Regions from separate parts of the Podarcis muralis genome. Here region 2 is linked to region 1. The links are chromatin contacts, called in public Hi-C maps. All regions are on one chromosome and are shown on one strand. The core of a region is the stretch at or near the end of the contact, and the rest is flanking DNA. Distances in the headings are between cores, read along the strand shown.

Region 1 (4,556 bases), core at 536-3,035:
ACCCGCGTCCCAGGAGGCTATAGTAGAGAGCATATACTTTGCATGTTGAAGGTCATGGGTTCAACCACTGGTACGATGGAGAAGGAATCTCAGGTAACAAGTGAGGTGAAAAGGTAGCCTCCTGAGGCTTTCAAGAACCATTACCAATCAGAACAGACAATAGTGACCTAGTTGGATGATTAGTTTGATGTGTGATATGGCAGCTTCTTAGGCTTCCATGCTCAGATTGTCTACACCTGCCTTATATCACTGATCTATCTAGTTTAGCACTGCACTGACTGGCAGTAGCTCTTAAGAAATTCAGACAGCAATGTTTTCCAGCCCTACATAGAAATGTCAGGGACTGAAGCCGAGGCCAGCATGTGTTCTTCCACTGAGCCATGGATGTAGCCAAGGGGGAACGGGGAGCAGCTGACCCCCCTAAATCAATCAAAATCAATACAAATCTGAGGTTCTGCCCCCCTAACAAAAGCCTATCCCCCCTAACAAAAATCCTGGCTCTGTCCATGCACTGAGCAATGACCTTTTTGCTATTTTCTCAGTCCAACCTACTTGTTGTGAGGAACAGGAAGGGGAAGACTCATGTAAGCCATCATTTGCTCCATGGAAGAAAGGCAGCATGCAAACCCAATAAATAAAAATACTGTAATACAGGGACATGTTGTATTGGTTGCGGGGGGAGTGTTATGGGCTCCAATCCTATGCACATTTACCTTGGAATAAACACCATCAAACAAATGGGACTTATTTCCAAGTAAACATCACCACACAGCACCAGTGATTTTTTTTCTAAAAAAAATTTTTTAGGGGTACTCTCATTTTCCTACTCATATTGAAATACTGCCCCTCAATGAGGCCAAACTTAGATTAGATTCACAAAATGCACAACCCCTGTGCCCCCCCCCCAGGAAAAAGCACTGGACAGCACTGTATAGTATATTAAAGAAGTGTGGGGGGGGTGTATGAATGAGAATGCCAAGAAATAATGAATCCCCCAGGTTCATGTTAAACTTGGGTCCCAGGTCTGAAAACATCGATCTGGAACAAAATCTTCAACAGTGCTGGAGGTTTAAGGTGGGCGTTTGGGAACACAATTTCTTAAACATCCTTTGTGTCTAAAGCATAAACACCTTTGTTTTGTATTTTTAAAAAATCCCGTCGTAATGTTCCTTGCTGTATGGCAGCGACTCCTGCTTATTGCTGGATAGGGTAAACAAAAAAAGCCGATGGAGGATCTGGAGATCTGCTGTAGGAAAGACAATCACGCACCTGGGCTCCTCTACCAGCTGGATCGAGAGGGTGGGAGGGAGATCCGCGGCCATGGTTTGCTCCTTGCGAGTTGGCGCGCACCAGGGCAAAGTAAAGCGGCTGGAAGTTTTCTCTTTTCTAGCTAGCTTGCAAAGCCCTGAGGCTCAGATCCTGGAGTACGGAAGCTGCTTCCTTCCGGCATTACGGGGGCGGAGGAGGGGAGAGAGAAATCAGCTGCAAACGTCCAGCCGCTGCTGCATTTCCTCTTCGTATTCCCCGCCCAGGTGCACCGTATAGGCAGCGCTTGTGCAAACAACTCGCCTGAGCAAATAGAAACTCAGCAAGTTATGATCCTCTTGCAGCCAGATTCAGTACATTATCCTAGCTCAACCGCGCAGGGGAGGAGGAGGAATCTAGTTGCTGGATCTCTGGCGCCTCCCCCATCGGGAAGACTAGTCTATAAGCACCCACGTGCGCCACTTATGGAAATAAAGACTTCCTTTAACTTGAAATAGGGTTTATTCACACGGGGGATGGCGGGGAGGCAATCAGCAGTCCAATCCTGTACCTATAAGCTTACTTTTAAGTAAATGTCACTGTCTCAACGCATGATGTTATGTACTGAGTTGAATAGGATCCTAGAACAATAGGATCCAAAATGCAGCAGTCTGATTGGTCCTAGAACAATAGGATCCAAAATGCAGCAGTCTGATTGGTCCTAGAACAATAGGATTCAGAATCCAGCAGTCTGATTGGTCCTAGAACAATGCAGCAGTATGATTGGTCTGCAGGAAGCACCCAATCCAGTTCCAGAGGGAAGGGAATCCACAACTTGATTGGCCTACAGGAGAATTACAGAATTAGCCAATCACGTGCAGCCCATTGTGTAAATAATGTACAGTGGTGCCCCGCAAGACGAATGCCTTGCAAGACGAAAAACCCGCTAGACGAAAGGGTTTTCCGTTTCGGAGGCGCTTCGCAAGACAAATTTCCCTATGGGCTTGCTTCGCAAGACGAAAACGTCTTGCGAGTCTCGCCATTTCCCCCCGCTTTCCCCCCCCCTTTTTCAAAGCCGCTAAGCCGTTAATAGCCTTTTAACAGCTTAGCCGCTAAGCCTTTAATAGCCGCTAAGCCGCTAAATCGCTAATAGCGCTAATCCGCTTAGCCGCTAATGGGCTTGCTTCGCAAGACGAAAAAACCGCTAGACGAAGAGAATCGGATTCTTTTCGTCTTGCGAGGCACCACTGTATATAAAGCAGATACTTTGGGGAAACTTTCATTCCCTCCTCACCACTATGAGCTAAATAAAGAGCTTGAAATCCACTCTCGACTCTGAGTATATTTCACATGATGTGTGGAATTCACTGTCACAAGATGTGGCAATAAAGGTAAAGGTAAAGGTACCCCTGCCCGTACGGGCCAGTCTTGACAGACTCTAGGGTTGTGCGCCCATCTCACTCAAGAGGCCGGGGGCCAGCGCTGTCCGCAGACACTTCCGGGTCACGTGGCCAGCGTGACAAGCTGCATCTGGCGAGCCAGCGCAGCACACGGAAACGCCGTTTACCTTCCCGCTGGTAAGCGGTCCCTATTTATCTACTTGCACCCAGGGGTGCTTTCGAACTGCTAGGTTGGCAGGCGCTGGGACCGAGCAACGGGAGCGCACCCCGCCGCGGGGATTCGAACTGCCGACCTTTCGATCGGCAAGCCCTAGGCGCTGAGGCTTTTACCCACAGCGCCACCCGCGTCCCAAGCAAGATGTGGCAATGGCTTTCAACAAATGTATTCATACTTAAAATATTTAAAATCGCAGTGAATTTGTATGGTATAGTTTACCGAGACAATTTCTAGATACGTATATATCTTGTTTCATAATTTGCATTCATGTCTGCATCATCATACTCTCAATCTCATTTTTTAAAGAAGTTTTAAAACTTAGAAGTTTTAATTGTATTGGTTTATTATTGATGTGTTTGTTGCTCTGGACTCCTTTAGGCAGGGTATAAATTTAATAAATAAATAAATCTAAAATCATAGCTTGTTCTATGTTTATAGTCCATATACAGCGGGAAATTGTTAACTGTTTCTAATCTGCCTTCTCTAAATCTGATATGTTAATTTTAGACTACTAATGATGTTGTTGTTTAGTCGCTTAGTCGTGTCCAACTCTTCGTGACCCCATGGACCAGAGCACGCCAGGCACTCCTGTCTTCCACTGCCTCCCGCAGTTTGGTCAGACTCATGTTTGTAGCTTTGAGAACACTGTCCAACCATCTCGTCCTCTGTCGTCCCCTTCTTCTTGTGCCCTCAATCTTTCCCAACATCAGGGTCTTTTCCAGGGAGTCTTCTCTTCTCATGAGGTGGCCAAAGTATTGGAGCCTCAGCTTCACGATCTGTCCTTCCAGTGAGCACTCAGGGCTGATTTCCTTAAGAATGGATACGTTTGATCTTCTTGCAGTCCATGGGACTCTCAAGAGTCTCCTCCAGCACCATAATTCAAAAGCATCAATTCTTTGGCGATCAGCCTTCTTTATGGTCCAGCTCTCACTTCATGGATCACTGCCTTGCCGTGGCGAAGGGGCTTGAATAACTCAGAGAAGCTATGGGCTATGCCGTGCTGGGCCACCCAAGATGGACAGGTCATAGTGGAGAGTTTTGACCAAACATGATCCACCTGGAGCAGGAACCGGCAAGCCACTCCAGTATCCCTGCCAAGAAAACTCCATGGACAAAGACTACTAATGATATCTCAACATTTATGATAGCCAATAATTTAGGTGGCATTAAAAAGGGGTTAGAAAATTAACGGACAACAAGTCTGTGGCAAGGGCCATAGCTCAGTGGTAGAGCCATCTGCTGTGCATTCAGAATGTCCCAGGTTCAGCATATCCGGGTAGGAAGGACACTAAATGTCTCTGGCCTGAAACTCTGGAGAGCTGCTGGCAGTCAGTGTAGACAATATTGAGCTAGATGGACCAATTGCTTGATTCAGTATGCTTCCTATGCTCTTAGTCATGATAGCTGAACGAAACTGCCCGCATCAGAAACAGTCTGCCACTTTAGATTAGTTGCTGGGGAGTTACAGCAGAAAAGTGATATAAAATTCAAGGTTTGTTGATGAGTTTTCCAGAGAAATCTGCTGGGCCACCTGGGAAGTGGACTAAGTGGATCTTTTGACTGATCCAGCAAGGCTCTTAGTAGAACTTACTTCCAATTAAGCATTTTAGAATCACATCTCAAAACTGCTTGAGGTGGCCTGATGTACTCTAACATCAAAAGATGTTGACATTTTAAAATCAGTAGAAATAATT
Region 2 (4,794 bases), core at 1,282-3,781, 180 kb before region 1:
CTTGGACTGCATACACACTACAGTGGTACCTCAGGTTAAGTACTTAATTCGTTCCGGAGGTCCATTCTTAACCTGAAACTGTTCTTAAGCTGAAGCACCACTTTAGCTAATGGGGTCTCCTGCTGCCGCCAGAGGACGATTTCTGTTCTCATCCTGAAGCAAAGTTCTTAACCCGAGGTACTATTTCTGGGTTAGCGGAGTCTGTAACCTGAAGCGTATGTAACCCAAGGTACCACTGTATACCTTTAAAGCACATTTCTCCCCTCAAATAATTCTTGGCACTGTAGTTTCTCAACAGGTTGCTGGGAACTGTAACAATAAAAGAGGTAAATACATTGCCCAGAATTCTTTTTTTTGGGGGGGGGGGGGGTTAGGGAGATGCACTTCAAATGTGTTTTAAAGGTGCAGTGTGTATGCAGGCCCATAACCATTACCAAGATTTCTTAGCTGATATTTAAAATGACAGATTCCACTTCTAAGTCTCCCTCCTCCAATTCAACACCAGCCCAACTTGCGGATTGCACTAATACCACACACAGGAAATATAAGATCATGTCTTTCTCACAGATGCTGGAAGCACTTGCTGCTTTCTAAAATCAAGCAGTTCAGCAACTAGGAAAGCACAACTGAGGATCATTCTACAACATTTTGAGAAAATGCGGGAAGGGGAAGAAATGACTTCCACATGTTCAGGAACCACACTGGTAATTCACTGGAGTGGTACAATAACTGGGTGTTGTTTGCAACCCAAGGAGATCAAAGCAGTTGGAGAATTCTGATTTCCCCCAGTGACCCAGTCCTTCTCTTCATTGTATCTTATTGCGTACTCAAATCATCCCTGATCACTGGTTCTGCTAGCTAGGAATGATGGGAGTTGTAGTCCAACAACAGATGAGGACCTGAAGTTGGGAAAGGTTGATCTAGCCAATGTGTGCTCTGTTGTTATAAACACAGCCTTAAGTGACTGGATAGTAAGCAAATATTCTTGCAGTTGAGGAGACTCCAGGTTTTCATTTTGCCCCATAACAAAGTTTAAGCATCACATCGACTAGATGGCCAAGGTCAAGTTGAAAACCTGTGCCCATATTGCTTTAAGCTCCAGAACACATCTTTGCTTAACTTTATTAAGAACTAAGGCCTACGTGCATTTCCTTGAGGGTAAATCCTACAGGGTGATCAACACTCTAAAATCAAACTGTAAACCTGCAAGTGCAGGAGAGGTACATTGTTCTTCCCAAAATTACTGGGGCCTGCTTGCTCTAAAAGCACCATTTCGATTTTAAGGCCGCAATCTTATGCATACTTACCTTAGAATATACCTCAATGAAAACAATGGGTAAATACATGCTTGCTTGAAAGTAAGTTCCATATTGGATCCATCAGAACTTTCGAATGTATGCATTCTATGTTTTGCATCACTGCTCTCTCTTTTTTTGGTATATAATTTTATTAAGTTTTCTGTTTTACAATTTAAAATACTCCTTTTACATCCTTAAGACATCAGTGACTTCCCTTCTTCTCGTTCCATGGTTCATTTTACATATCATAAATCCCTGAGTACAAGAAGTAAGGTTACAGGGAACCAGGCAGAGGGCCTTCTCAACACTGGCGCCTGCCCTGTGTTGCGCCCTCCCATCAGATGTCAAGGAAATAAACAACTACCTGACTTTTAGAAGACATCTGAAGGCAGCCCTGTTTAGGGAAGTTTTTAATGTTTCATCGTTTATCATGTTTTTAATATTCTGTTGGGAAACACCCAGAGTGGCTGGGGAAACCCAGCCAGATGGATGGGGTATTATTAATAATAATAATAATAATAATAATAATAATAATAATAATTACAAAAACTATACCGTTCAGCATTCCATTATTGCATCCATCAAATCTTGTTTACACTTTGGAATTTATCAGCTGTTAAGCTGATCGCTCGCACTGCGTTTTTATTCTGATGATTGTTGCTGTGCGTTCCTGTTGTAAACTGGTGCGAATACAAAACAACCACTGTTACGATCTCACGCATTACTATCGCTTTTGTTAAACCATGCACTGGATCGGGCAAAGAAGCAACTTGGGAGAGGGTCCGAGGAAGCACCTCGGGGGACAAGAAAAACCTCCATTCCCCTCCCATCCTTAATGGGAGATCTTCGGGGCCTCCAACCCCCCCACCCCACCCCACCCCACGGATCCCCAAATAAATAGAGCAGCACTTCGAAAAGGGAAACCAACCTACTTTTTGCAAAGCCTGGGGGTTCTTCCCTCCGCCTTCTCAGGGTTGGGGGGGGTGTCAGTCACAGCCACTGCACCGTAGAAAACGGCGTCTGTCCTCCGCTACCACCGCGTTGCAGCAGCAGCCGCAGGAACACCCACACCCGGAAACGTGCGTGTATATATCTTTGCGTAGCTAAATATATATATATTTGTCGAGATACCTCTGCCTCGAGGTCGGAACTCAAGTGGCGTGGCCGGCGGGGAAGGCCGGAAGGATTTGAGGTGGAGGACGGAGGGCGACGGGGGACGGTTGCTAAGGCGCCTTAGCAACGCCGAGAACGGACTTCCGCCACGGGCGGCGGAACGAGGCGCTGACTGGGAAAAGGGGGCCGTGCGCAAAGGGCTCCATGGCTGCCTCAGAGAGCAGTACGGCGGCCACAAAGGTCGGGGGGTTAATATAAGCCTTCCTTTGAATTGAAGTTGCCTCCTGAAAGGCTTAACAGCGCGCATGTTTACTCAAAAAGCCCCTCTCCCTCTGTTCCATGGCACTTGCTCCTGGTAAATGCGCACATCTAACTTATTTAAGACCAAGGGTCCATTGAAAGTGAGAATAGTGAAGGAACATGCTTAGGATTGGGCCATGGGCCTAGTCAAGGAGGTGGGGCAAAATGCCCTAAATCCTCAAAAATTATTATTACAGTGGTACCTCGGGTTACATACGCTTCAGGTTACTGACTCCATTAACCCAGAAATATTACCTCAGGTTAAGAACTTTGCTTCAGGATGAGAACAGAAATTGTGCTCTGGCGGCACGGCGGCAGCGGGAGGCGCCATTAGCTAAAGTGGTACCTCAGGTTAAGAACAGTTTCAGGTTAAGAACAGACCTCCGGAACGAATTAAGTACTTAACCCGAGGTACCACTGTATTATCATTATTATTAGTTTTCAGTTACAATCCAATAATAGCCTCATTATAACAATACCAAAAGGCACGCGGGTGGTGCTGTGGGTTAAACCACAGAGCCTTGGGCTTGCCGATCAGAAGGTCGGCAGTTTGAATGCCCGCGACGGGGTGAGCTCCCGTTGCTCGGTCCCTGCTCCTGCCAACCTAGCAGTTCAAAAGCACGTCTAAGTGCAAGTAGATAAATAGGTGCTGCTCCAGCGGGAAGGTAAACGGCATTTCTGTGCGCTGCTCTGGTTCGCCAGAAGCGGATTAGTCCTGCTGGCCACATGACCCGGAAGCTATACGTCGTCCTGAGTTCGAGTGTCTTCAAAGCCCATGACACCTTTGGTAAAGGCTGTTCTCCAACTGGAGCGCTCGCAGGCCGGTGTTTCCCAGTTGTCAGAGTTTATGCTACATTTTTAAAGATTTGCCTTGAGACAGTCTTTAAAGTTTAAACTTGACTAATAGCAATCATTGAAATACTGAATTATATAATTTAGATACCCCCGCATGGTAGAATTGGTGGTTTGATGGTTTTCTTTATTTTCTTTATTTCTGCATTCCAAAATCTTGTTAATTTAAATTACATTCCAGTCATAATAATAAGGACATGACCTTTTGGGCAGCTTTTGGGAGAAATACTCTTCCCAAAGAAAGCTCAACAATTTTTTGGGTCCCCCCCGACTAACAAAAATCCTGGCTATTCCCATGTGAGGGTGCTTGCTGCCTAGTAAATGAATGCATCCCATAAATACAGTGCTTTTTTAATAGAAAAAAATGTGGTACTTGTCATTAAGTTGTTACAGTTCTTTTAGCATGAGTAACCCCCCCCCCGGGGGGGAGTGGCCTGTAGAAATATATATGACTAAGAGCTATTCTGGGATCGGTAGTTGCAGATTTCCTGCTGTGAAAACAAGAGCAATTTAGTGGTAGCACTTTGGATATGTTTTGTTTGCTAGAAATAATTTTTACACATATAGCATCTGCCACACGCGGAGTGGGGTGGGGGTATTGTGCACCAGATTGTGAGACCAATAAGTTTGCAGCTTCTTTTTTTAACCATCTCAGTAGTCCAGTTTATTTTATTTCTATTGGATTTGTTTACAGAAAGTAACTCAAAGTGGCTTACAAAATAATTGTGTACAAACCAGCTCATTTTTGCATTGGAAGGATCTCTTCTCTAGCTGTTAAATGGAAGAAAAAAACACAGCTAGATGCTTTTGGCTTTTATAGCTTTTGATGGATCAGAACTGCAGCCAGAATGTAAAAGGCAATGTTTCAGTCTATGTCTTGTATTTGGTATAATATTTTATTGCCAGTAGCATGTTATACACCCATTTCCTCTCTGGCACAGTGCAGCTTCCTTTCTTATACTAAAAACCCATACTTAGGGCCATTATGGCCCTTGCCTGGCTACTAGAACAATGGAATCTTTCATTAGATTCCACCCACCTCAAAAACAAAACAAAAGCACCTCACAACAATATTGTGGCAAGCTGAAACATGACTTTGGCATGACTTAACCTGATTTTTGGCACGATGGGTCCAAACTGTGCCAATTTGGACACCTCTGAATACATCCTCAACCCTTTTGGATGGGGCATTGCCAGATTTGGTTTAATGGGCCCAACCTGCGCCAAGTTG

Evidence for each region. A called contact is a pair of places that touch in the nucleus more often than the background predicts.
Region 2: a contact with region 1 is called in a Hi-C map of blood, with 5 times the contacts expected there. The contact joins the promoter of FAM227B here to the promoter of GALK2 in region 1. A contact is called at or near these places in 2 of 3 Hi-C or Micro-C datasets (blood and tail).

Annotation. Positions count from the first base shown.
Region 1 is chr14:13,520,853-13,525,408 of rPodMur119.hap1.1, reverse strand. GALK2 (galactokinase 2) reads right to left here and starts at 1,785. Exons shown (of 9, transcript XM_028707260.2): 1 at 1,270-1,785. The coding sequence starts at 1,322.
Region 2 is chr14:13,705,499-13,710,292 of rPodMur119.hap1.1, reverse strand. It overlaps FAM227B (family with sequence similarity 227 member B), which reads left to right and starts at 2,531. Exons shown (of 13, transcript XM_077918798.1): 1 at 2,531-2,651. The coding sequence starts at 2,616. DTWD1 (DTW motif tRNA-uridine aminocarboxypropyltransferase 1) reads right to left here and starts at 2,480. Exons shown (of 6, transcript XM_028707262.2): 1 at 2,231-2,480; 2 at 1,854-1,978. The coding sequence starts at 1,863.